Regions from separate parts of the Capra hircus genome. Here region 2 is linked to region 1. Evidence: chromatin contacts called from public Hi-C data. All regions are on one chromosome and are shown on one strand. The core of a region is the stretch at or near the end of the contact, and the rest is flanking DNA. Distances in the headings are between cores, read along the strand shown. Region 1 holds the start of SLC48A1 (heme transporter HRG1). Region 2 overlaps ENDOU (poly(U)-specific endoribonuclease).

Evidence for each region. Hi-C and Micro-C count contacts between places; a contact is called where the count stands out from the background.
Region 2: a Hi-C map of blood shows a contact between it and region 1, with 3 times the contacts expected there. The contact joins the enhancer-like site here to the promoter of SLC48A1 in region 1. A contact is called at or near these places in 2 of 5 Hi-C or Micro-C datasets (both in blood).

The regions. Positions count from the first base shown.
Region 1 is chr5:32,080,728-32,086,395 of ARS1.2, reverse strand. It overlaps SLC48A1 (heme transporter HRG1), which reads left to right and starts at 4,054. Exons shown (of 3, transcript XM_018047881.1): 1 at 4,054-4,308. The coding sequence starts at 4,173.
Region 2 is chr5:32,138,823-32,144,795 of ARS1.2, reverse strand. It overlaps ENDOU (poly(U)-specific endoribonuclease), which reads right to left. Exons shown (of 9, transcript XM_018047884.1): 2 at 4,788-4,859; 3 at 4,118-4,252; 4 at 3,283-3,454; 5 at 2,489-2,688. Among named protein-coding and RNA genes, the nearest start is that of ENDOU, 9.7 kb to the right of the region's middle. Within about 2 kb of position 1,450, at least 4 of the 5 cell types and tissues checked have an H3K27ac peak or open chromatin away from gene starts, as enhancers often do.

The DNA of each region.
Region 1 (5,668 bases), core at 2,805-5,304:
TGGTAGGCTGCAATCTATGGGGTCACTATTAGTTGGACACGACTGAGCAACTTCACTTTCACTTTTCACTTTCATGCATTGGAGAAGGAAATGGCAACCCACTCCAGTGTTCTTGCCTGGAGAATCCCAGGGATGGGGGAGCCTGGTGGGCTGCCGTCTATGGGGTCTCACAGAGTCAGACACGACTGAAGCGACTTAGCAGCAGCAGACAGCATATTAAAAAGCTGCATAATCAAAGCTATGGTTTTTCCAGCAGTCATTGCAGATGTGAGAGTTGGACCATAAAGAAGACTGAGCACCAAAGAATTGATGCCTTTGAACTGTGGTGCTGGAGAAGACTTTTGGGAGTCCCTTGGACTGCAAGGAGACCAAACCAGTCAATCCTAAAGGAAATCAAACCTAAATATTCACTGGAAGGACTGATGCTGAAGCTCCAATACTTTGGCAACCTGATGTGAAGAGCTGACTCATTGGAAAAGACCCTGATGCTGGGAAAGACTGAGGGCAGGAGGAGAAGGGGGTGACAGGGGTGGTGGTGAGATGGTTGGATGGCATCACTAACTTAAGGGACATGAGTTTGAGCAAACTCTAGGAGATAGTGAAGGACAGGGAAGCCTGGCATGCTACAACCCATGGGGTCACAAAGAGACACAACTGAGCAACTGAACAACAATAAGCCATGTGTAGCCATTTAGATTAAAATCAATTAAAAATTTAGTTCTTCAGTCATATGCAGTTCAGTTCAGTTCAGTCGCTCAGTTGTGTCTGACTCTTTGTGACCCCATGAATCGCAGCACACCAGGCCTCCTTGTCCATCACCAACTCTGGAAGTATACCCAAACTCATGTGCATCGAGTTGGTGGTGCCATCCAGCCATCTCATCCTCTGTCATTCCCTTCTCCTCCTGCCCCTAATCCCTCCCAGCATCAGGGTCTTTTCCAATGAGTCAACTCTTCGCATGAGGTGGCCAAAGTATTGGGGTTTCAGCCTCAGCATCAGTCCTTCCAATGAACACCCAGGACTGGTCTCCTTTAGGATGGACTGGTTGGATCTCCTTGCAGTCCAAGGGACTCTCAAGAGTCTTTTCCACCACCATAGTTCAAAAGTCATATTAGGTACATACCAAATTTATGTGGCCAGTAGCTACCAGTGTAGAGAGGGCAGATATAGAAAATTATTTTCCTCTGGGCAGAAAGTTCTCCTGAGTTAGGGGAAACCTACTTATGTGACATAGTAAGTAAGTGGTAACCGCATCTGAGCATGAAATTCTTCAACAGCTCCTTATTGCTTTCACAGTTAAGCCAAAGTTTCAGCCTGCTTTTAACCTTCTTGTGTTATATCCTGGGCCCAAGCTACTGTTACATAATTATCTCTCGTTATTTTCTTGCACAACCTCACTCTCCAGTGTAACGAGTTTGTTCACTCCTCTCCATTAGTCCTGACATGTGCATTCATAAATATTTTTGCTCTCCTCCTTTCTATCTGCCCAGCTAGTTAATTGCTACCTGACCTTACGGTTCAAATAGCATAAATATTTCTTGAATCAGTTCCCTCTTCCCCATTCTCGCTGACAGCCTGAACCACCTTTCATTCTCCCCTCACCATCTGTTGCCCTCACAGCCTTTCTGCTGCTACTAACCATACTCGCTGGTGTTTATGAAGCACCTACTGCATACTAGTTACTCTTCTAAGCACTGACTCGTCACAAAATACTTTGAAGCGAACAACACAGCTGCCTGCATTTTACAGGTAGGACAACTAAAGCATAGGGAGACGAAGGATTTGAATGGCCTCTCTGCTTTCTGCTCTTTTCAAAGGAAGTTCATCCTCACACTATTACCCTGGCCACATTTCTTAAACACAGAACTGTTACTTCCCTCCCCTGGCTCCACAGAGTGGGGGAAACCTTCTAAGAAGAGCAAGCAAGGCCATTTTCGTTCAGAATAATTCCAACCTCAAAACCCTTTACATCACCCACAGACCACAAACTACTTACAGGTTCCCAAACCTGCCACGTTATTTCTTCCTTCTGGGCTGTCCCCCAGGCTGCTCCCACCGCATGGAGTGCTTCCCCGCAGGCCAGCTCTGATGTCATCCATGGCAGTGCACTCTGGACCACAGGGCCTGCTCCCTCCTCGGAACAGCCAGCAGTGACTCCCTCCATCAGCAGCTCCCAAAGGAGGGCTGGACACCGAGCTCACCAAATTGAAATCACTTCTCATTAAAAATATATATACTTCCAAGATTCAAACTTAATAAGGCAGGGGTGGATTCTGGGGTCTTTTTTTTTTTTAAAGAAGCTCCCCAGGCTATTCAGAAGTGAAGCAAATATTTCCTTTGTAGCTCAGAGGATAAGAATCTGCCTGTCAATGCAGGGGACTCAGGTTAGATCCCTGGTCTCAGGAAGACCGCACATGCCTTGGAGCAACTAAGCTCCGGCCGCAACTACTGAGCTGGCACGCTAGAGCCTTCTTCTCTTGTGCTCCACAAGAGAAGCCACCACAATGAGAAGCCCCTGCACCCCAAGGAAAAGTAGCCCCCACTTGCTGCAGCTAGAGAAAGCCTGTGAAAAAGCAACAAAGATCCAGTGCAGCCAAAAAAAAAAAAAGTGAGGCAAATGTGGTTTACATCATTCACTTGGCAAGTAATCATGTCCTGACTAGAGTTCTTGTATATGATCTCCTTTATTGTTATTTAATTCTTACCTTCATTCACTCACATTCATCCATTCAACAAATGTTTACCAAGGGGATTTGAAATGTCGGAAACTCTTTTATGTGTTGGTGTGAATGAAAGAGGCACAGATGCTGTTCGTGGAGATGACATTCCAGAGAGATGTGATAGTTGAATAATGGGCCACCAAGATGTCAGTGTCCTGAGCCCCAGAATTTGTGAATTTATTACTTCACATGCCAAAGGGATTTTGCTGGTGCGATTAAGTTAAGGATCTTAATGGGGAAATTACTTTGGATTATCCAGGTTTTTAATCACAAGGGTCCTTATAAGGGAAAAGAAGGAAGCAGCAGAGGTAGTGAGAGAAAAGACGATGTAAGGACAGAAGCAGAGGTCGAGGTGGTGTGATTGTTGGCTTTGAAGATGGAGTTGGCTTTGAAGACACTCAGGAATCAAGGGCTGTGGGCAGCTCTAGAAGCTGAAAAATGCAAGAAAACAGCTTTTCCCCCTCATGCCTCCAAAAGGAAGGCTGCCCTGCCCTCCCCTAGACTTTAACCCTCTGAGTTCCATTTTTGGACACCTGACCTACGGAAATGTGAGATAATAGATGTGTGTTGTTTGAAGCCACTAGATCTGTGGTAATTTGCTACAGCAGGGGAAAGAAATAAATACAAGGTATATCGGATACTCACTTCTTGCCAGTATGGGATGAGCCTCCTCCACTATATCATAAATGTTTGAGGGCTCCGTGGGCTACATTCTGGTCTTCTCTGCGGGCCCCCAGCATGGCACTGGGCCCGCAGCCCTAGCTCAGTATACATCTGCTACAGATTCCAGTCTCTTCTTGGGTTTGTCTGACTCTGATGGAAGTGGCGTTCGGTAGATTTTGGGTGGGAGGGGTACGCTTGTGGAGATTAGAGAAAGGAGCTGTCCTTGACGGGAAGGAAGACCGGAAGGGTTCCGAGAGAAGCATCTGCTGAGACTGCTTAACGCCTGAGGAGGGAACCTGATGGATAGATAGGCTCGAAAGCAATCATATTCGCCGTGTAATTTCCTATATCTTAATTTTTTATAATTGATTTTTAACGAGAAATTTACATCTTACATTTTAAACGAGAACGTGATAAATTTTAAAGGCAAACACCGCAGCTGGTTTGTAGAGCTCAGTGTTTCCGGGCCCCGCCAAGGCCTAAATATCCCGATACGGTAGCTCAGACGACGGGCCCCGGAACCTGCCCTTTTAGGCGGCATCCCCAAGAGATCCGGGCCGCAGACTGCAGGCAAGCCCAGGACGCGCTCGCCGCGGTGGTTCCGGGCGCGGGCGGCCTCCGGCCGGGGAGGGCGCTGTGCCGGCGGCGCAGGGGGCGGGCCGGGGGCGGAGCGCGGGCGGCCGGCGGCTCCGGCTCGGCTCCCGGCTCCCCGCTCCGGCTCCGGGCCTTGCACCTGTGACCAGCGGCCGCGCTCGCCCTCCGCGCCCGGCGCCCGCAACCCGCAGCCCCATGGCCCCGTCCCGCCTGCAGCTCGGCCTTCGCGCCGCCTACTCGGGTCTCAGCTCCGTGGCCGGCTTCTCCATCTTCCTCGTCTGGACGGTGGTCTACAGACAGCCGGGCACCGCGGCCATGGGGGGGCTCGCAGGTACCCCGGGGCGCGCGGGGGGCGCTGGGGTCCGGCTCCCGCGGCTCGGGCGCCCGGCTGCGGGGAGGCGCCGGCGGCTGCTCCGGGAAGCTCCTCCCGGGCGGCGCTTCCCCGGGGAGTGGGTGGCGTGTTTACTCAAGACTGGCCGTGGGCAGAGCAGGCCCCGCGTGGGCCAGGGCTTCTGGGCATCCCTAGGGGGCCTCGGGGACCCAATGCCCGCCCCAAGCCCGGGGCCCCGACGTCCCGCCTCTGCCGTTTTCACCAGCCCCGCAGCCCCCAGGTTAGCCGTCCGCTCTCCACCCTGTGCCTCGGTGACAGCGCCCCTGTGCGCCCGCTGCCCTCGCCACCTCCTATGGGCGGCCAGGTGTGAAGACACCCAAACACACAGGCACTTGTTCTGGGGGATCCGCGCCCCTTCCCTGGAGGCTGGGTGAGCGCGGAGAGGGAGTCAGTGGAAAGGAGGGCTGGGTTTCTCGGGGAAGCCCGGCTGCCTCCTTCCAGGGTGGAGCCCAGCCCCGGCAGAGTCCTCGGCGGGGACTCAGGACTGCGCTAGGGGTCTGAGGGAAACTGACGTTTTCTTTCCACCACGTCGGTCTCTCTGTGCCACCCTTCTGCTGTGGCTCCTGGGCCAAGGTCCGTTAAACGCCGCCAGCCTCTCTTTCTGTGCCCCCAGTAGGGCAGAGGAGGCTAGCACTGGTGTTGAGAACGTCAGCGCGCTGGTGGAGCCCGTGCTTACCAACGCTCTGTGCTTGCTCTGCCTCTTTGGGCATGTTCTTAACCTGTCTATGTTGTAGAGTCGGTGAGAAGAAGAAACATTTTTTCTACTTGCTCACCTTTTTTTTTTTTTTTTTAGCGCTTTCTATATGTCGGGCACCCTGTTAAGCAAACTGCTTCCGCCATCTCATTTAATCCTTAATTAGGCATTATTCCTGTGTCCATTTTACAGGTCAGGCTTAAACTGAGGCTTAGTGTAAATAAATAGCTTACCCAGGGTTACACAGCTCCATAAAATAATATGTGTGGGAAAGCACTCTGGGAAAAAAGTACATGTGAGGATAATGCTTCTACATTAGGATGATCTTATTGGTAACTAAACTCTGCCAAAAGAGCCCTAAATGGACTAACTAAAAATAACTAGATTTGCTCATTGCCCTGAAGCTTACTGACTACTGTCTGGATAGAGGAGGAACGGAGGTGGGGTTTCTGCCTTGTAAGAGTGGCACAGGTTACCGTAGCCTAAGCAATGCCAAGCCGAGCACTGGGGGTCTCCAAGGAAGGGTGAGTGGGTGCCCAGCTGGGCTGCTCCTCATGCCCGCCTGGATTCCCCACCTGTGGGTTCCTGTCCTCCTGGGGGCCAGCT
Region 2 (5,973 bases), core at 201-2,700, 61 kb before region 1:
AAGACGCTTACTCCTTGAAAGAAAAGTTATGAGAAATCTAGACAACACATTAAAAAGCAGAGACATCACTTTGCCAACAAAGGTCCGTATAGTCAAAGCTGTGGCTTTTCCAGTAGTCATGTACGGATATGAGAGTTGGACCATAAAGAAGGCTGAGCACCAGAGAATCGATGCCTTTGAATTGTGGTGCTCGAGAAGACTTTTGAGAGTCCCTTGGACTACAAGGAGATCAAACCAGTCAATCCTAAAGGAAGTCAATCCTAAAGGAAGTCAACCCTGAATATCCATTGGAAGGACTGATGCTGAAGCCCCATTAATTTGGCCACTTGATATGAAGAGCTGGCTCACTGGAAAAGATCCTGATGCTGGGAAAGGTTGAAGGCAGGAGGAGAAGGAGGCAGCAGAGGATGAGATGGTTGGATGGCATCACTGTCTCAGTGGGCATGAGCTGAGCAAACTCCAGGAGATGGTGAAGGATAGGGAAGCCTGGTGTACTGCAGTTCATAGGATCACATAGTCAGACAGGACTTAGCAACTGAACAACAACAACAACAATTCCTGGTGGAGGAAATGGGGGTGGAGAGTGGTGACATAAAGAGAAGAATCAAATATAACTCCTGGGCTTTGGGCACAGGCAGCTGGATGAATTATGGAACTATTAATGAGATGGGGAAGGCTGAGAAAGGAGCGGGCCTGTCTGGAGGAAGAGGCAGGAACTGTGAGTTCTCTTTACACTAAGCTCTGAGTAGATGCCAGTTAGGCAGGTGGAGATGTCAGAAAGGCCAGCGAGACCCAAAGGAAAGGTCAGGGCTGGGGATCTGAATTAGGGAGCCATCAAATACCAAAGGTTTACTGCCTAGAATTGTGAGAGGGGGCATAGAAGATGTACCAGACATATTCCCTCCTTTCAAGGACTTAAAACATAGTTGGAAAACAAGACTAAAGATACATGACATACCATATAGCTGATTCACTTTGCTATACAGTAGAAACTAACACTACATTAGAAAGCAACTATACTCCAATAAAAATTAGTTTAAAAAAAATAAAAATATACGATGTAACAGAGAAGAGCTTCACAGTCTGAATGATGACTGCTTTTCACTGAGTACTTTCCATGCATCAGTTTCCCAAGACCCCACTGCACAGACAAGGCTCAGACAGGGTCCAAGGGTCAAAGGGCCAAAGGGCCCGGGGTCACTTGCTTCATTAACAAGTGAAAGCAAGTCTCTCTGCTCCAAAGGTATTTTAAGACAGAGTCCAAACCCTTGCCGCAAGCTGCGGCGAGTGCAGCTTCGTAACGAGGTAGAATGTGAGCTGGAACTTGAAGAAGTGGGATTTGGATAGGGAGAGAAGGGAAGACTGGGTGAGCAGTGGAAGAGCCTGCAGTAGGGCCGTCTCCACCTCCAAAATCCTCTCGCGTGTTTACCACAAAGAGGACACCAGGGGGCAGTGCAGGATCACGCCCTCTTCGTAGGGTTTGCTTGTGTGTCGCTGGCTTTACCTAAACAAAGTTACTAACTTAACCAGGCCACCCAAGGATGGAATGCGGTGTCTGAGCAGAGGCCATCCTCCGCCCCGCCAGCAAGGGCGACCTGGCTGGAGCCGCCCCCAGGCCAGGCCCGGCTGCCTGGAGTTCAGGGAAGGAATTCAGAGGACACTAACAAACACACCCTGTGCCAAGAAGCCCTGAGGCCCAAGCCATTTTTGGTCTGATTCGAATGTATCTCTATTGGAACCGTTCCAGCTAGAACCCTTCCCGGTAAAACTTCCTACTCTGAACCTTTGTTGATTTTCCGTTGCTACTTCCCCAGCAAAAAAAAAAAGAAAAAGTGAAGTGGGCTGGCCTCCTTCCTGGACTTATTGCCTGAGAAGGGAGCAGGGACAGGGAGTCTTCCTGCCTGGAAAATGAATGGTGCTGAGCCTGGGGTCCACTGAGGGGGCGGGGTGGGGGGGTGGCTCACAGCCTGCAGTGAACCCTGAGACTGACATACTCACGGAGGATAAACGAGGTGGCTGAAAGAAAGTGAAAGTATTAGCCGCTCAGTGGTGTCCACTCTTTGCGGCCCCATGGACTGTAGCCCACCAGGTTCCTCTGTCCGTGGGATTTTCCAGGCAAGAATACTGGAGTGGCTTCCCATTCCCTTCTCCAGGGGTTCTTCCCGACCTAGGCATAGAATCGTTTCCTGCATTGCAGGCAGATTCTTTACCGTCTGAGCCACCAGGGAAGCCCCCTGGTGCTGAGATTAGGTTAAAAGACAGGATGACTCCCAAGCCAGGCAGAGGATTCTTCAACTCCTGCTGGAGTCCATGGGCTCCTTTCTCTGGCCCCTCCCCTGTCCCCTCCCAGGTATACACTGGCCTCCACCTAAATCCTCACCTGCTCTCCTAACCTGCCCACCATGGAGCCCCGTCCGGCAGGCACACCCCGAGTCCTCAGCATGACCTCCCTCGCGGGCCTAGGGGGAGGCTTCGCCGCCTCACTCACTCTGCTGGTGGAGGAAGCCGTAGAGTTCCTTCATGACAGCCGTCTTCATGATCTCTCGGAGGAAGGTGTCCTGCTCAGCCAGCTCCTGGGCTGTGAAGTGCTCCCCGCGGCCCGTGGCCCGCTGGTAGTTGTTGAGGAGGTTGATGAAGGCGGCGTAGGTCGGCTTAGAGAAGAGCTTCTCATTGACATATGTGAAGAGCCTTGGGGAGGTAGAGTGAGGCCCAGTGAGAGGCCTGGACATGGAGCAGAAACACTCCAGAATGTCCAGATGCAGGGCAGGCATGTGAGGACTGGGTCCAGAGGCAGAGTGGGGCCCTCAGATACTCTTGGGGACAATGCATGAGGTCACTCTTTTCTCCACTTCGTCTCTTGGAAGGTCAGTTCTATTCTCAGCCAATCCATCTATCCTAAGTTGCTTCTATCATGTCTGACTCTTTGCAACCCCATGGACTGTAGCCTGCCAGGCTCCTCTGTCCATGGGATTCTCCAAGCAGGAATACTGGAGTGGGTTGCCACTTCCTTCTCCAGGGGATCTTCCCGACTCAGGGACAGAACCCACACCTCTTAAGTCTCCTGCATTGGCAGACAGGCTCTTTAGCACTAGTGCCACCTGGGAAAGCTCAGAAACCCTTCCACATGGATGCCCACAGGCCCTCAGGCCGGCTTTATATGTCTCCAGAGAACCAGTTTCCCCTCTGCCTTCGATCCCCTGCCTTAGGAGAAAAGAGCTGAGGCACCAAAGGAGGCAAAACTCGGGGAGAGGCTTTGCTGGAAGAGGCGTTCAGGGAACTCACGGCTCTGGGCAGCGGTCTACTTGGTCTCTGGTCTCTGAGGGTAAGATGCAGTTTTGGCTGTTGAGAACGATGTCTTCCTTCCGCGCTTTGTTGGTGTCTGCCCTGTAGATCTTCTCAGAGACACTCTGCAGTTCTTCCTTGCTTATGGCATCGCTGCTGTGGGAGAAGCCCTCTGAGAGGAATTGGGGGAGGGGTATCTCAGAGCTCGATGGAGGCCAGGAGGCAGGTAGCTATCTGCGAACATTCCCAGCTCAGGTACCTTCCAGGAGCCAGCATCAGGGGAGGGGGCTGCAGTCGGGCACCCTAGTGACTGCAGGGCAGTGGCCTAGAGCCTGTTAGTCCCGCAGTCGCGTCCAACTCTTTGTGACCCCATGGACTGTAGCTCACTAGGCTCCTCTGTCCGTGGAACTCTCCAGGCAAGAGTACTGGAGTGGGTAGCCATTTCTTCTCCAAGGGACCTTCCCAACCCAGGGATCGAACCCAGGGCTCCTGCATTGCAGGAAGATTCTTAACCGTCTGAGCCACCCAGGGAAGCCCTAAGAGTCTAAAGGATCCTTACACTTAGCACAAAATACCCACATGGTCCCCTGCCACTAGGAAGGTTTTTGCACTTTGGCAAGCATCAGGATCATTTGGAGGGTTTGTGAAAACATATCAGTGGGCCCGACCCCAGAGTTTCTGATTCTGTGGATCTGGACTGAGCCCTAGAGCTTCCACGCCTAATAAATTCCCAGATTATGCTCATGCTACTGGTCCAGGGGCCACGCTTGGAGAACCATTGCTCTAGAGAGTCCCCCTGCCTCCAGGGCTACGCTGAAGGGAGCGGGAGACTGACCATGGCCACACAGGCTCTCAAAATCCTCGCAGCAGTTTCCAAACTCTGGGCAGCGGGCATTACAGTGGCATGGGTGGTGCTTGTCGAAGGCCTCCAGGCAGCGGCCCTGGCAGGAGTTGGGTGCCAAGTACAAGCCTGAGAAGACAGAGAGGAGGTGTGTCCTGACCAGACCGCTAGGGGTCGCTCTGTCGTGTCAGCGGCCAGGCCATGCCCCCTCCCCCAGCCCATTGCCAGCCCCTCAATCCCCACCCCCCTACCAGCCTCGCTCTCCTGCTTCCTATTAAAGAACTCCAGGGAAGGAAAACAAACAAGCTTAATTGGTGCACACCCTTCACAGTCAGGAAGTCCTTTCTGATGCTGAACTCTCCTTTCTGGCCTGTTGTTTTTATAATCTTCCCTCTCTAAAAATAAAATCTCTTAACCCTCCCTCTCCCTCTTGCAGGCTTCAGACTCTTTCCTGCCTACCCCCTCAGCTCACTGAGGCCCCCAGGGCTTCCTCCTGCCCAGGCCTCAAGAGTCCAGTGAGCCCCTCACCACCTCCAGGTGCTAGATTTGGGGTCCTGGCTGGCTTAGGCCCGGGCCTATTGCTCACCTTTGACATGGCTCACCTCTCCTTGCCCCATCCCGTGTCCCTTGTCCTTTCCCAAAGGCCCCCCAGAGGTAGACTCACTGCTAGCTGGGGCGCCCTCCGTCTCCTCTTCCAGCTCCAGGAATGGCTCTGGTTCTATGGGATTCTCTTCAGCTGTAGGTCAGAGAAGTAAAGTCACCAGTCATCCCCAAGGGGCCCCTCCTCCTTATCCCTGGTTCTCAGTCCTCCCAACCAAGCATGTGCAGTGGAAAGAAACACAAAACCGGGGCTCGGGTACAGTAAACAAGTACCAGGTGAAGGAGGAGAAAAATAGAAAATGTGAGACGGAGGGGGATTGAAAACCATTCTGAAACATGAAAGAACACCCCCAGGCATGACCTTCCTCACCATTTGCCCTATGACCTTCCTCACCATTTACCCTGTGACCCTCCTCACCATTTACCCTCTGGTACTCAGTGTTGTTGTTCGGTCACAAAGTCATCTCCGATTCTTTTGCAACCCCGTGGACTGTGGCCCACCAGGCTCCTCTGTCCATAGAATTCTCCAGGTGGGCTACCATTTCTTCTCCAGGGGATCTTCCCAACCCAGGGATCAAACCCGCATCTCCTGCTTTGGCAGGCAGATTCTTTACCACTGAGCCCCCAGGGAAGCCTGGTATTCTCTGTGCTCACCCGTAAAAACGGGAGTGGGGACAAAAAGTGGTCCCTTCTGAGATGAAAACTCTGAGGTTGGTATGACTTTTCTTTAATATAAATTGATAGATGGATAGGCTTGAATCCCCCAAATGACAAGGCCCTCACTTAGGAACGTCCCTTACCTATAACTCCCAGGGTCAAGGGTGAACTTCTCCCAGGCCTCAGGGAATAAGAACTGTTTCCTGAGTTACCAACTTCCCTTCTTTCTTCACAGTTGCACTTGGCAATGGCCACAAAGGCTGCATTTGGGGGAAGGGCGTTCAGAAAGGCGCATTTCTACTGTGCCCCACCCCCCTGCCTGCAAGCAGATTGACTGCAGCCAGGGCTCTAGGCAGAGAAGGATGGAGTGGGGGTGGGGAGGAAGAGGAAGGCATGACCTGGGGACTCAGCTCCTCTCTCATCAGAGTGGAATAAATTCCACCCCCTGCCCACCGCTCAAAGCCAACAATATGACAAAGTGCTTCTTAATCTGTTATTGTGTTCATCACGTGGTATGGGTTATTACCGTCAGACCCATGTTTGTGTGCTAAGTCACTTCAGTCGTGTCCAACTCTGCGACCCCATGGACTGTA